2 separate regions of the Macaca mulatta genome follow, and region 1 is linked to region 2. A link is a contact called in public Hi-C data. All regions are on one chromosome and are shown on one strand. The core of a region is the stretch at or near the end of the contact, and the rest is flanking DNA. Distances in the headings are between cores, read along the strand shown.

Region 1 (5,997 bases), core at 2,129-4,628, 52 kb before region 2:
GTTCCTATTGAGGCTGTGAGAAGCAATCTGTCCATGCCTCTCTCCTAGTTTCTGGGGGTTTGCTGCATGTCTTTTGCATTCCTTGTCTTTACCCAGTCTTTACCCTCATCTTCATTTGGCATTCTCCCTGCTTGCTACGTCCAAACTTCCCTTTTTTATGAGGATACCAGTCATTAGATGAGGGACCCACCCTAATCCGCTATGACCTCATCTTAAGTAATTACGTCTGCAACGCTCCTATTGCCAAATAAGATCACATTCTGAGGTATCAGAGGCTAGAACTTCAACATATTAATTGGGGATGAGGTGGAGGTACAATTCAACCCATAATAGAGTCACAGCAGGCCGGGCACAGTGGCTCACTCCTGTGATCCCAGCACTTCGGGAGGCCGAGGCGGGCGGATCACGAGGTCAGGAGATTGAGACCATCCTGGCTAACACGGTGAAACCCCGTCTCCACTAAAAATACAAAAAATCAGCCAGGCGTGGTGGTGGGCGCCTGTAGTCCCAGCTACTCGGGAGGCTGAGGCAGGAGAATGGCGTGAACCTGGGAGGCGGCGCTTGCAGTGAGCCGAGATCGTGCCACTGCACTCCAGTCTGGGCAACAGAGCGAGAATCCGTCTCAAAAAAAAAAAAAAAAAAAAATCACAGCACAAATACTTAAGATTCTGGAGCAAGGTCATGCCTTCTAAGGCAAAAAAAACACGTTTCCAAGCTCCCATGTCACTTACCTCTGCTCTACTGCCACCTCTCCCATAAACTTAACACCTATGGCCTTATAGAAGTTCCCTACAACTAACTGATGGAGACAGAAGAGCCTTGGCCTCTTCAAAGATTGGAGATTGGGTCAGTTCACCATGTTGGCATCTTCCAGAAACAGACTGTTCCTTCATTCCAGCCCCACTTGAGTTGCCCTGAAGCATACTGGTGAAGAGAAATTACCTCAGTGAGCAATGGTACATTTAGTCACCCATGCCATATTTTGGAGAAGATAGCCTAAGGTACGGATATGCATTGACTCCTGGGCAGTGATGAATGACTTGGCTTGTTGGTTAGGGGCCATCTTATTGTTTAAGCAATAGGCTTATGAACAGAGACCATGGTAGCAGGGATAGAGGCTGTGTGTGGTCCCAACAATATGGGCTACCTCTTATTTTTTCATTTTTCTTTCTTTTTTGAGATGGAGTCTCGCCCTGTTGCCCAGGCTGGAGTGCAGTGGTGTGATCTCGGCTCACTGCAGCCTGCTGGGTTCAAGCAGTTCTCCTGCCTCAGCCTCCCGAGTAGCTGGGACTACAGGCGCATGCCACCATGCCCAGCTAATTTTTGTATTTTTAGTTGAGACGGGGTTTCACCATGTTGCTCAGGCTGGTCTTGAACTCCTGACCTTGTGATCTACCCACCTTGGGCTCCCAAAGTGCTGGGATTACAGGCGTGGGCCACCGTGCCCGGCCAATATGGGCTACCTCTTACCAAGGCTGATGTAACTCCCACCATGGTGGAGCGTCCAGCCTGCCAGCACTGGAGACCAACACTCAGTCTTGGGGATACCAGCTACCACCAGGTTGAGTGCATCAGATCCCCTTTACCTTGGAATGGGCATCAATTTGTTCTTACCAGAAATGATATATACTCTAAATGAGCTTGTCTTCCCCAACTACTTTGCCTCCAGCAGTACCACCATCTGAGAGCTTACAGGGTGCTTTATTGACATACCTGAAACTAAGGAACCCATTGATAACCAAGGAGGTGTGACAGTGAACTCGAAGCTACAAAATTAATGGTGCATACTCATCATCCAGAAGCAGCTAGTCAGATAGGACTTTGGAATGGCCTGTTGAAGACTGGGCTAAATTGCCGACTAAGATGTAATGCCTTGCAAAGTTGGGAGCAGTTCTTCAGGATATGGTATATGCACTGATATGCATTGGGCCAAAATGGATATATAGTATTGTGTCTCCAGTAGAACTACGTGCATACAGGAGTAGCCTCTATTACTATCACACCCAGCCACTCACCTGTAGAATTTGTGCCTCCTAGCTCTGAAATCTGGAGCCAGCTGGGTTATGATTCTCATTTCCAGGAAGAACATTTCCTTTAGGAGACATTAAATTGTTCCACTGAACTGAAAACAGAACACCACCAGGCCACTTTGAGTTTCTTGTGCCAGCAGGTCCGTAGGCAAAGAAAGGAGTCGTTATAGAGATGCCCACAATTCCTGCCACACACACAACATAAATACAAAATCATATACCCAGTCAGCTGCATTCAGTAATCTGCCTTCCTGGATCCTTTAGGCACTTCAGTGTAGGAATGGGGACAGGGGTGGGGAGGAGAGACTGTTTTAGACAAGAAAAATACAGTGCGTAGCAATGTAATGGCTCTTAGAGATGACTTGGAACACTGGAAGGAAATATGAGGATGTATCTGGAGGAGTAAGTTCTGAGACTATGATGTCATCAAGGAGGACTATAGGTTAGAGGGCCAGCCAGTGATAAAGGAGCAAAGATTGGACTTGACGGTGCCGTAGGAGGAAAAAAATATATATATATGGAGCAAAGACACAGTCAAGTGGATTACTGAGAAGACTCATGGGGAAGTAGAAAATGGCAACCACAGCAAGATCAAACCCCAAAAGGAATGGAGCATTAGTCAGGGCCTAGAAGGTAATTCGGGATACCACGTAATCAGAGGCTCTGTAGCAGGTAGCAGTTCCTTTTGTGGGCTTTTCTCTTGTTGGGCTGTACCACAGACTTGCCCAGAACTTTTAGAGTCATGTCACAGCATTCAAGGTTTCAGTTACTGTTTTATAAAAGGTGAAGTTATGCTTGATCCAATCATTGAAGCCTTAATTATTACAATAACACTTTGACAGCAAAAACACCTCAAATTTCTTCACCGTCGCTAATCTGAAAACTCCCTGGAAACATAAGGCAAACTCAGAATTTTATAACTATTTAGTGTTGGAAAGAACGTCTGTTGCCTATAGATCAAATATTTGAAAATACTACCTATTCAGCTGGCAATACATACATAATCAGCATCTCAAGAGACAACCTCTTGGTTTTGTGAAGCCATTTATTCTTGATCCTGTCTCCACCCTCGTTTCATTCAGCTCCTCTGCCACAGACAATCACTATTTTTATTGTAACTATTAAAATTATTGTCATTAAGAAAAATAGAAGGAATATATAAGTATCTGAGCAGGGCGGTATAAAAGGAAATTCGTCCCTTTTTCCCCACCCCGCGCACCTCCTCAGAGCGGACAAGCTGAGGACCACGACCCCCAAACCCGGGATTAGAGCCCTACACAGGAATGCTAAGTCCTCCCGCGATCCTAGAGAGGACCGCGAAGGGGAGCGCAGCTCCGGAAGGCGGGTGTGACGCACTTCCGGCTTTTGTGACGCTTTCCCTGGGTTCTGACGTCCAGGGGGCCTAGATCTGAGTCCAGCGCTCCTGGTCCCCAAAGTCACAACCGGTTCTATCCCAGCACCCCAGACGTCTCCGGGCGGGGACAGAGTTGGGCGTGCACGGCTGTGTCCTGCAATCCGCTCGCCACGACCGCCCCGGACGGAGTGGAAGCGGGTCCGTGCCCCTGTCCCTCGCGTCAGCCTCGGCGGTGGCAAGCGCTGTCCCTCAGCAGCGGCGTCCCTGGATACAGGTGGGAAGGGAACGAAGTTTTGGTTTCCGGATTGGAATGAGACATTCCTGGGACTGGGGAGAGGCGGTCTGCGTGTCCCTTCTGGACCCCTAGTCCTGGTTTTTTACCCCAAAGACGCGCGGACAAAATGACCCCAGTCAGATATCTCTGCTCCCCAGTTGTCCCCACTGGTTTTTCTTGTGGTGGGGAGTTTTTGGTTTCCTATGTACCCCAAGTTGTAAAATTCGGGCGATCTTACATGATACCGAGTGCCATTGGCGTTATAATTTTTTTTATTCAGATGGGCTTGTTAAGCCAGTGTCCGCGGATGATATGTTCACCCTCAAACCCACCACCATTATGGTGGTGATTAGAGTGAAGGTCGGGCGCAGTGGCTCACGCCTGTAATCCCAGCACTTTGGGAAGCCTAGGCGGGCGAATCACTTGAGGCCAGGAGTTCCAAAATCAGTCTTGCCTCCTTAGTGAAACCCTGTCTCTACTAGAAATACAGAAAATTAGGCGTGGCGACACACGCCTGTAATCCCAGCTACTTGGGAGGCTGAGGCAGGAGAATCGCTTGAACCCAGGAGGTGGAGGTTGCAGTGAGCCGAGATCGTGTCACTGCACTCCAGCCTGGTGGCAGAGTGAGACTCTGTCTCAAAAACAAACAAACAAAAAAGAACGTTTGAAGCCTACAAAGAAATAAAGAAGTGATTTGGATGTAATAGGGAAAGATTATTTACACTTCACCCTTTCAGTTTCAAGACTACAGGAAGGGGTTTTTTGTTTGTTTATTTTGTGTTTGTTTTGTGTCTGTGTGGTCTTGTTTTTTTGTTTTGTTTTGTTTTGTTTGTTTTTTGTTTTTTGAGACGGAGTCTTGCTCTGTCGCCCAGCCTGGAGTTCAGTGGCGCAATCTCGGCTGACTGCAGCCTCCAGCGCCAGGGTTCAAGCTTTTCCTGCCTCAGCTTCCTGAGTAGCTGAGATTATAGGCGCTCGCCACCATGCCCGGTTGATTTTTGTACTTTTAGTAGAGACGGGGTTTCACCATGTTGGCCAGGCTGGTCTCAAACTCCGGACCACAGGTGATCCGCCCGCCTTGGCCTCCCAAAGTGCTGGGATTACAGGCGTGAGCCACCGCACCCTGCCAGGAAGGGTTTTAAATGAGCAGTTTCGGGCATGGGAGGTTTTCAGTTGTGGGAAGTATCAGTGCTTTATTTTACACTGAGGGGTAAAGGAGAGAAGGGAATTTGTGGACGATGCAGCAGACCATTGGCGAATGGTACCAGTTCTGCCATTGATGTTCTTGGGTGGAACACATAGACCCACCAAGTCTCAAAAGTGTCCTAAGTAAAATAGATTATCTCAAGGTCTCTTCCAATTTTGGAATTCACTGGTAGACTGAATTTAACATTCAGCTAGGCAAAACCTACTGCCCCATGTTCATTTCCAGTTGTGCCACCAACATACAGAAAGTTACTTGCATTTTTGAGAGGCTGAGTGGTACCAAATAAAAGATGGGGTTCGTTGTCCAGGTGCGGTGGCTCTCGCTTGTAATCCCAGCACTTTGGGAGGCCAAGGCGGATGGATCACGAGGTCAGGAGTTCGAGACCAGCCTGGCCAACATGGTGAAATCCTGTCTCTACTAAAAAAAAAAAAAAAATTAGCTGGGCGTGGTGGCGGGCACCTGTAATCCCAGCTACTCAGGAGGCCAAGGCAGGAGAATCACTTGCACCCAGAAGGCAGAGGTTGCAGTGAGCCAAGATTGTGCCAATGCGCTCGAGCCTGGGGGACAGACCAAGACTCCGTCTCAAAAAGGAGAAGAAAAAATGGGGCTCGTTTAGTAAAGTCAGGCAGTATCTTTAAATCCACTAAGCTCACATGAATGGTGAAATATTGCAGTGTACTAAAAGCAAACAAACAAATGAGGGTGTTTTCTCAATCCCGTGTGTTGTAGAAATCTCATTCTCTCTCCAGAATAATTCATGGATCTATGTAACATGAACATGTTTCAGTATTCATAATACTAACTATACAGCTTAATTTCTTATTTTTAAGAAATAAATACAAGTTCTAATTTTTTTCCCTATGCCCCAGTGGATCATATTGTATACCCTACTTTGATGATCATTTTTAAGAGTGACCAGATCAGCCAGGCACAGTGACTCATGCCCCTGTAATCCCAGCACTTTGGGAGGCTGAGGCAGGTGGATCATCTGAGGTCAGGAGTTCAAGACCAGTCCTGACCAACATGGAGAAACCCCATCTCTACTAAAAATACAAAATTAGACAGGTGTGGTGGCACATGGCCTGTAATTCCAGCTATTTGGGAGGCAGAGGCAGGAGGAGAATCACTTGAACCT
Region 2 (5,624 bases), core at 1,931-4,430:
GGCGCGAAGGAAGGAACTGCTGTGAAACTGCAGCATCTGCAAAGAGATGAGAAGATATTTAGAAGTTAAAGGTCTCTTTTCAGGGAACCTAAAATCTTGCATTGTAAGTAGCTTCCTATCTAGGACCGAACCCCAGGTGAATGTTTGCATTGCCTGTACTTTGTGTGTGAGTGAGGTGGTATAGGATTTTGCACCTATGGCTTAATTTCGTTGCCCTTATAAAGTTGTTTAATGTCTATGAAAGTTGCTCCAGATGGGCATGGTGCCTCACGCCTGTAATCCCAGCATTTTGGGAGGCCGAGGTGAGAGGATCACTTGAATCCAGGAGTTTAAGACCGGCCTGCCCTTTTTACCCTGTCTCTGCAAAAAATAAAATAAAATTAGCTAGGCGTGGTGGTGCATGCCTGTAGTCTCAACTACTCAGCAGGCTGAGACTGGAGGATCACTTGAGTTCAAGAGGTTGGGGCTGCAGTGAGTTACGATTGTGCCATTGCACTTCAGCACCTCAGTGACAGAGACAGCCCGTCTAAAAAAAAAAAAAAAAAAATTTAAGGTGGATATCCATTCTTTTCTAATATATTTACCTCCATTTGAATTATTTATTTATTTATTTTTATTTATTTATTTTGAGACGGAATCTCACTTTGTTGCCCAGGCTAGAGTGCAGTGGCGCGATCTCGGCTCGCTGCAACCTCCGCCTCCCAGGTTCAAGTGATTCTCCTGCCTCAGCCTCCCGAGTAGCTGGGATTACAGGCACGTGCCACCACACCTGGCTAATTTTTTGTGTTTTTTAGTAGAGACGGGGTTTCACCGTGTTAGCCAGGATGCTCTCGATCTCCTGACCTTGTGATCTACCTGCCTCGGCCTCCCAAAGTGCTGGGATTACAGGGGCGAGCCACCGCAACCGGCCTGAATTATTTATAAATACCTTTTGCATTTCAATAATTTATTTCTTAAATAGATAACAGATTTGCATGAGTCAAAATTCAGAAAGGCACATAGAGTCTTCCTCTCATTCTCTTTCTACATTCATTTTTCTCTCTAGAGATAGCCAAGATGACTAGTTTCTTTCTTTCTTTCTTTTTTTTTTTTTTTTTTTGAGATGGAGTTTTGCCCGTTGCCCAGGCTGGAGTCAATGGTGCAATCTTGGCTTACCGGAACCTCTGCCTCCCGGGTTCAAGCAAATTCTCCTGCCTCAGCCTCCCATGTAGCTGCGATTACAGGCATAAGCCACCATGCCCGGCTAATTTTGTATTTTTTAGTAGAGACGGGGTTTCTCCATGTTGGTCAGGCTGGTCTTGAACTCCCGACCTCAGGTGATCCACCCACCTTGGCCTCCCAAAGTGCTGGGATTACAGGTGTGAGCCACCACACCTGGCACCATAGGTGACATTTTTATGTCTAGTTATTAAACATGCCTGGATTGATAAATAGTGTTTGGTTTGTTTGGGCGTGGGGTGGAGACGGGGGGTTGCTTGAACCCAGGAGGCGGAGGTTGCAGTGAGCCGAGGTCTGGAGTTCAAGACCATCCTGGCTAACATGGTGAAACTGCATCTCTCCTAAAAATACAAAAAATTAGCCGGGTGTGGTGACACGCGCCTGTAATCCCAGCTACTCACGAAGCGTAATCCCAGCTACTCGCGAGGCTGAGGCAGGAGAATCGCTTGAACCTGAACGAGACTCCATCTCAAAAAAAAAAAATTTTAAATTTTGTATGGAGATGCAGTCTCACTATGTTGCTCAGGCTGGTCTGGAACTCCTGGGCTCAAGCGATCCTCTCATTTTATGCAAGTTGCAAGTCACCAGCAGCTTGACATCAACCAAGGCACTTTGTTTTAGAGATAGACTCTTGCTCTGTCACCCAGGCTGGAGTGCAGTGGTCGGATCATATCTCACTGCAGTCTTGACCTCCTGGGCTCAAAGGATCCTCTGACCTCAGCCTCCTAAGTGGTGTGTCAGGAGTTGGTTCCTTCCGGTGGGTTCTTGGTCTCCCTGACTTCAGGAATGCAGCTGCAGACCTTCGCAGTGAGTGTTACAGCTCTTAAAGATGGCAGGGACCCAAAGAGTAGCAGCAAGACTTACTGTGAAGAGCAAAAGAACAAACCTTCCACAGCATGGAATGGGACCCCAGCGGGTTGCCGCTGCTGGCTGGGGTGGCCAGCTTTTAATCCCTTATTTGTCCCCTCCATGTCCTAGTTCTGTCATATCAGAATGCCCTTTTCTCCATCTTCCCTGCGATTGGCTACTTTTAGTATCCTGCTGATTGGTCCATTTTACAGAGCGCTGATTGGTGCATTTTACAAACCTCTTGCTAGCTACAGAGCGCTGATTGGTGCATTTTTACAAACCTCTTGTAAGACAGAAAAGGCCAAGTCCCCACTCCACCCAGGAAGTCCAACTGGCTTCCCCTCTCACTAGGACTACAGATGCACTACACCCAGCTAATTTTTTATTTTTTTGTATAGATGGGGGTCTCCAATTCCCGACTTCAAGCGCTCTCTACCCCTTGGCCTCCCAAAATGCTGGGATTACAGGCATAAGCCACTGAGCCAGGCCAGGACACATCTTTGAGCATCAATTTCCTCATCTTTGTTAGGATCAAAGTCGTTAACATCTGATGTACATGGAAGCACTTAGTCTAAAAAAAAAAAAAACAAAAACACAAAAAAACTTTTTCTAACCGGGTGCAGTGGCTCACGCCTGTAATCCCAGCACTTTGGGAGGCCAGGGCAGGCGGATCACGAGGTGTGGAGATCGAGACCAGCCTGACCAACAGGGTGAAACGCCATCTCTACTAAAAATACCAAAATTAGCCAGGCATGGTGGCGCGCGCCTGTAGTCCAAGCTGCTGAGGAGGCTAAGACAGCTTAGCGACAGAGCGAGAGTCCGTCTCAAAAAAGAAAAAACAAAAAACTTTGTCCAAACTGGGCAATATAGTGAAACCCCGTCCCTACAAAAAAATTAATAAAGCTGGGCGTGTTCGCGCGCACCTGTAGTCCTAGATACTTGAGAGGCTGAAGCTGGAGAACTGCTTGAACCCGGGAGACAGAAGTTGCAGTGAGCCGAAATCGCGCCACTGCAGTCCAGCCTGGGCGACAGAGCCAGACTCTGTCTATTTAATCCTGAAAGTTCCCGCACTTGCCGGAGCTCGGGCCACCGGCTCGGACGCCTGTATTTCCCTGGGCTGCAGGAAACCGTCAAGACCCACTGCGTCGGGCGGGGCTCCGACGATAAACCAGCGAGATGCACCTCACCCCATCAGGCGCCTAGAGAGGCCCCGGAAATGCAGGGAAGGGTGCCGCAGGGCGTCCGTGACGCACTTCCGGCACGGGATGTTTTCGGTGGCTGGACTGAGGGAGCTGTAGGCGCAAAGCTGAGGAAAGGAAGAAGTGTGGGAGAGGGGCCTGGTGTGGTGGGGCCCGGTGTTTGGGACCGGAGGGTTTGAGGGCTGATGAGTTCCTTGGGTTTGCTCTTTCTTCACCTGAAAGGAAGACTCCAGGAAGGGCAGCACATGCCGGAGAAAGATGAATTCCAGCTTGACCGCCCAGAGTCGCGGCAGTGACGCCGAGTTGGGACCCTGGGTAATGGCTGCGAGGTCCAAAGAAGCGGCGCCGTCCCAACGCGACGGACTTTTGCCCGTGAAAGTGGAGGAAGACTCACCCGGAAGTTGGGAGCCCGGCTATCCAGGGGCTTGGCCAGACCCCGAAACTTCTCGACTGCACTTTAGGCAGCTGCGTTATCAGGAGGTGGCTGGACCGGAAGAGGCGCTGAGCCGGCTCCGAGAACTCTGTCGTCGGTGGCTGAGGCCTGAGCTGCTCTCCAAGGAGCAGATCCTGGAGCTGCTGGTGCTGGAGCAGTTCCTCACCATCCTGCCCGAGGAGCTCCAAGCCTGGGTGCGAGAGCACTGCCCGGAGAGCGGGGAGGAGGCAGTGGCCGTGGTGCGGGCTCTGCAGCGAGCGCTCGATGGAACCTCACCTCAGGTGAGAAGCGAAAGACCCATTCTGGAGGTGGGAGTGTGGAAAATAGGCGTGTATGGGGTGCTCTGCGTTTCGGAAGTTATTTCCTTATTACATTTCGTGTGAACGTTGGGGTGTGTATGGACTTCCTTTCCGCAGGCCACAGTGACAGATCCATCCAGGAGATGACTTTATAGACCTCAGCATAAAGCCAACACGGATTACTGGTTTTCTTTTTTCTTGTTTTCTTTTTTTTCCTTTTCTGTTGTTGTTGTTTGAGGTGGAGTTTCAGTCTTGTCGCCCAGGCTGGAGTGCAATGGCGCGATCTCGGCTCACTGCAACCTCTGACTCCCGGGTCCAAGCGATTCCCCTGCCTCAGCCTCCTGAGTAGCTGGGATTACAGGCGCCCGCTACCACGCCCGGCCAATTTTTGTATTTTTAGTAGAGATGGGGTTTCACCGTGTTGGCCAGGCTGGTCTCAATCTCCTGACCTCAGGTGATCCGCCCGCCGTGGCCTCCCAAAGTGCTGGGATTACAGGTATGAGCCACCGCGCCCGGTCGTGTGTACTTTTAATGTGTCATATTTCTATTCCCATACATCACAGTGATACAAGTTAAAGAAATATTTTGCTCTTACCTACCCCCAAAATTAGTGTAAATAGTCCACAGAAAGGCTTTTCAGGATTACAAGAGAATGTCAGCCTCTATCTCTGATCTCTCCAAACTCCCTGGTCAGTACAAGACTCAAGAAGAGTGATAATGCTGTACAGGGACAGCAGGTACTGAATTGGGCTCTTGTGTTGTTCCCAGGGGATGGCGACTTTCGAGGACATGGCTGTGTCTCTAACCTGGGAGGAGTGGGAGCGCCTGGACCCAGCACGGAGGGACTTCTGCAGAGAGAGTGCACAGAAGGATTCCGGGAGCACAGTTCCGCCTAGTGAGTGCTGTTGCTCTGCTGGTTTGTTGTGGTGTGTGATTTGTGAAGGGGTGGTCCATTACCATCCCTGAGCCATTATGCCATTCCCAGACTTGGGCTGAGAGCCTTCAGGTGTCTTCTGTAACCCACGCAGGAGCCTATGTACTGCTAGGTGCTAGATTCAGGTTTTTACTTTGGTTCATTTTTAATGTCTTATACATAAAGAAAACTATAAAAAAGAAAAATAGATAATGACCATCCCCTGTGTCCACCACCCAAGTTTATCCGATCTTAATACTTGGCCACATTGCCAGAGAAATATGTTACAGCTGGAGGTGAGGCTCCCACATAGCCTCCTGGAAATCCTTCTCCTCTATCCTTCTCTAGAGGTAGCCAGTAAGCTGACCGTTGGGTTTATGACTTCCATGCATGTCTTATATTGTCTCTACGTAGACATGTAGCTCCACGCTGTATATCATTACTGTATGGCTTTTTTTTAACTCAGTATTACATTTTTGAGATTTACTCATGTTGATGCATGGAGCTCTACCTGTTTTACTGTCCAGATACTCCAGAATTCTATCCATTTCTGTTAATGGACATCTAGGTGTCTTAAGTTTTAACCATTACAGCGTTGCACCGAACATTCTTGTATATTCTTGCATATTTTTGTGTATTTGTTCCTATGTTGGAGTTTCTGAAGAGAATATGCCTAGAGACAGGCAGTAGTCCCCTCTTCCTGGTTTTGCTTT

Evidence for each region. A called contact is a pair of places that touch in the nucleus more often than the background predicts.
Region 1: a Hi-C map of fetal cortex germinal zone shows a contact between it and region 2, with 4 times the contacts expected there. The contact joins the promoter of FAM200A here to the promoter of ZKSCAN5 in region 2. A contact is called at or near these places in 5 of 14 Hi-C or Micro-C datasets (CD4 T cells, blood, cortical neurons and 2 more).

The regions. Positions count from the first base shown.
Region 1 is chr3:46,780,934-46,786,930 of T2T-MMU8v2.0, reverse strand. FAM200A (family with sequence similarity 200 member A) reads left to right here and starts at 3,378. Exons shown (of 2, transcript NM_001194538.2): 1 at 3,378-3,658.
Region 2 is chr3:46,729,526-46,735,149 of T2T-MMU8v2.0, reverse strand. It overlaps ZKSCAN5 (zinc finger with KRAB and SCAN domains 5), which reads right to left and starts at 3,180. Exons shown (of 8, transcript XM_077996196.1): 1 at 2,991-3,180; 2 at 1,935-2,081; 3 at 1-36. ZNF394 (zinc finger protein 394) reads left to right here and starts at 3,319. Exons shown (of 7, transcript XM_077996238.1): 1 at 3,319-3,980; 2 at 4,767-4,893. The coding sequence starts at 3,525.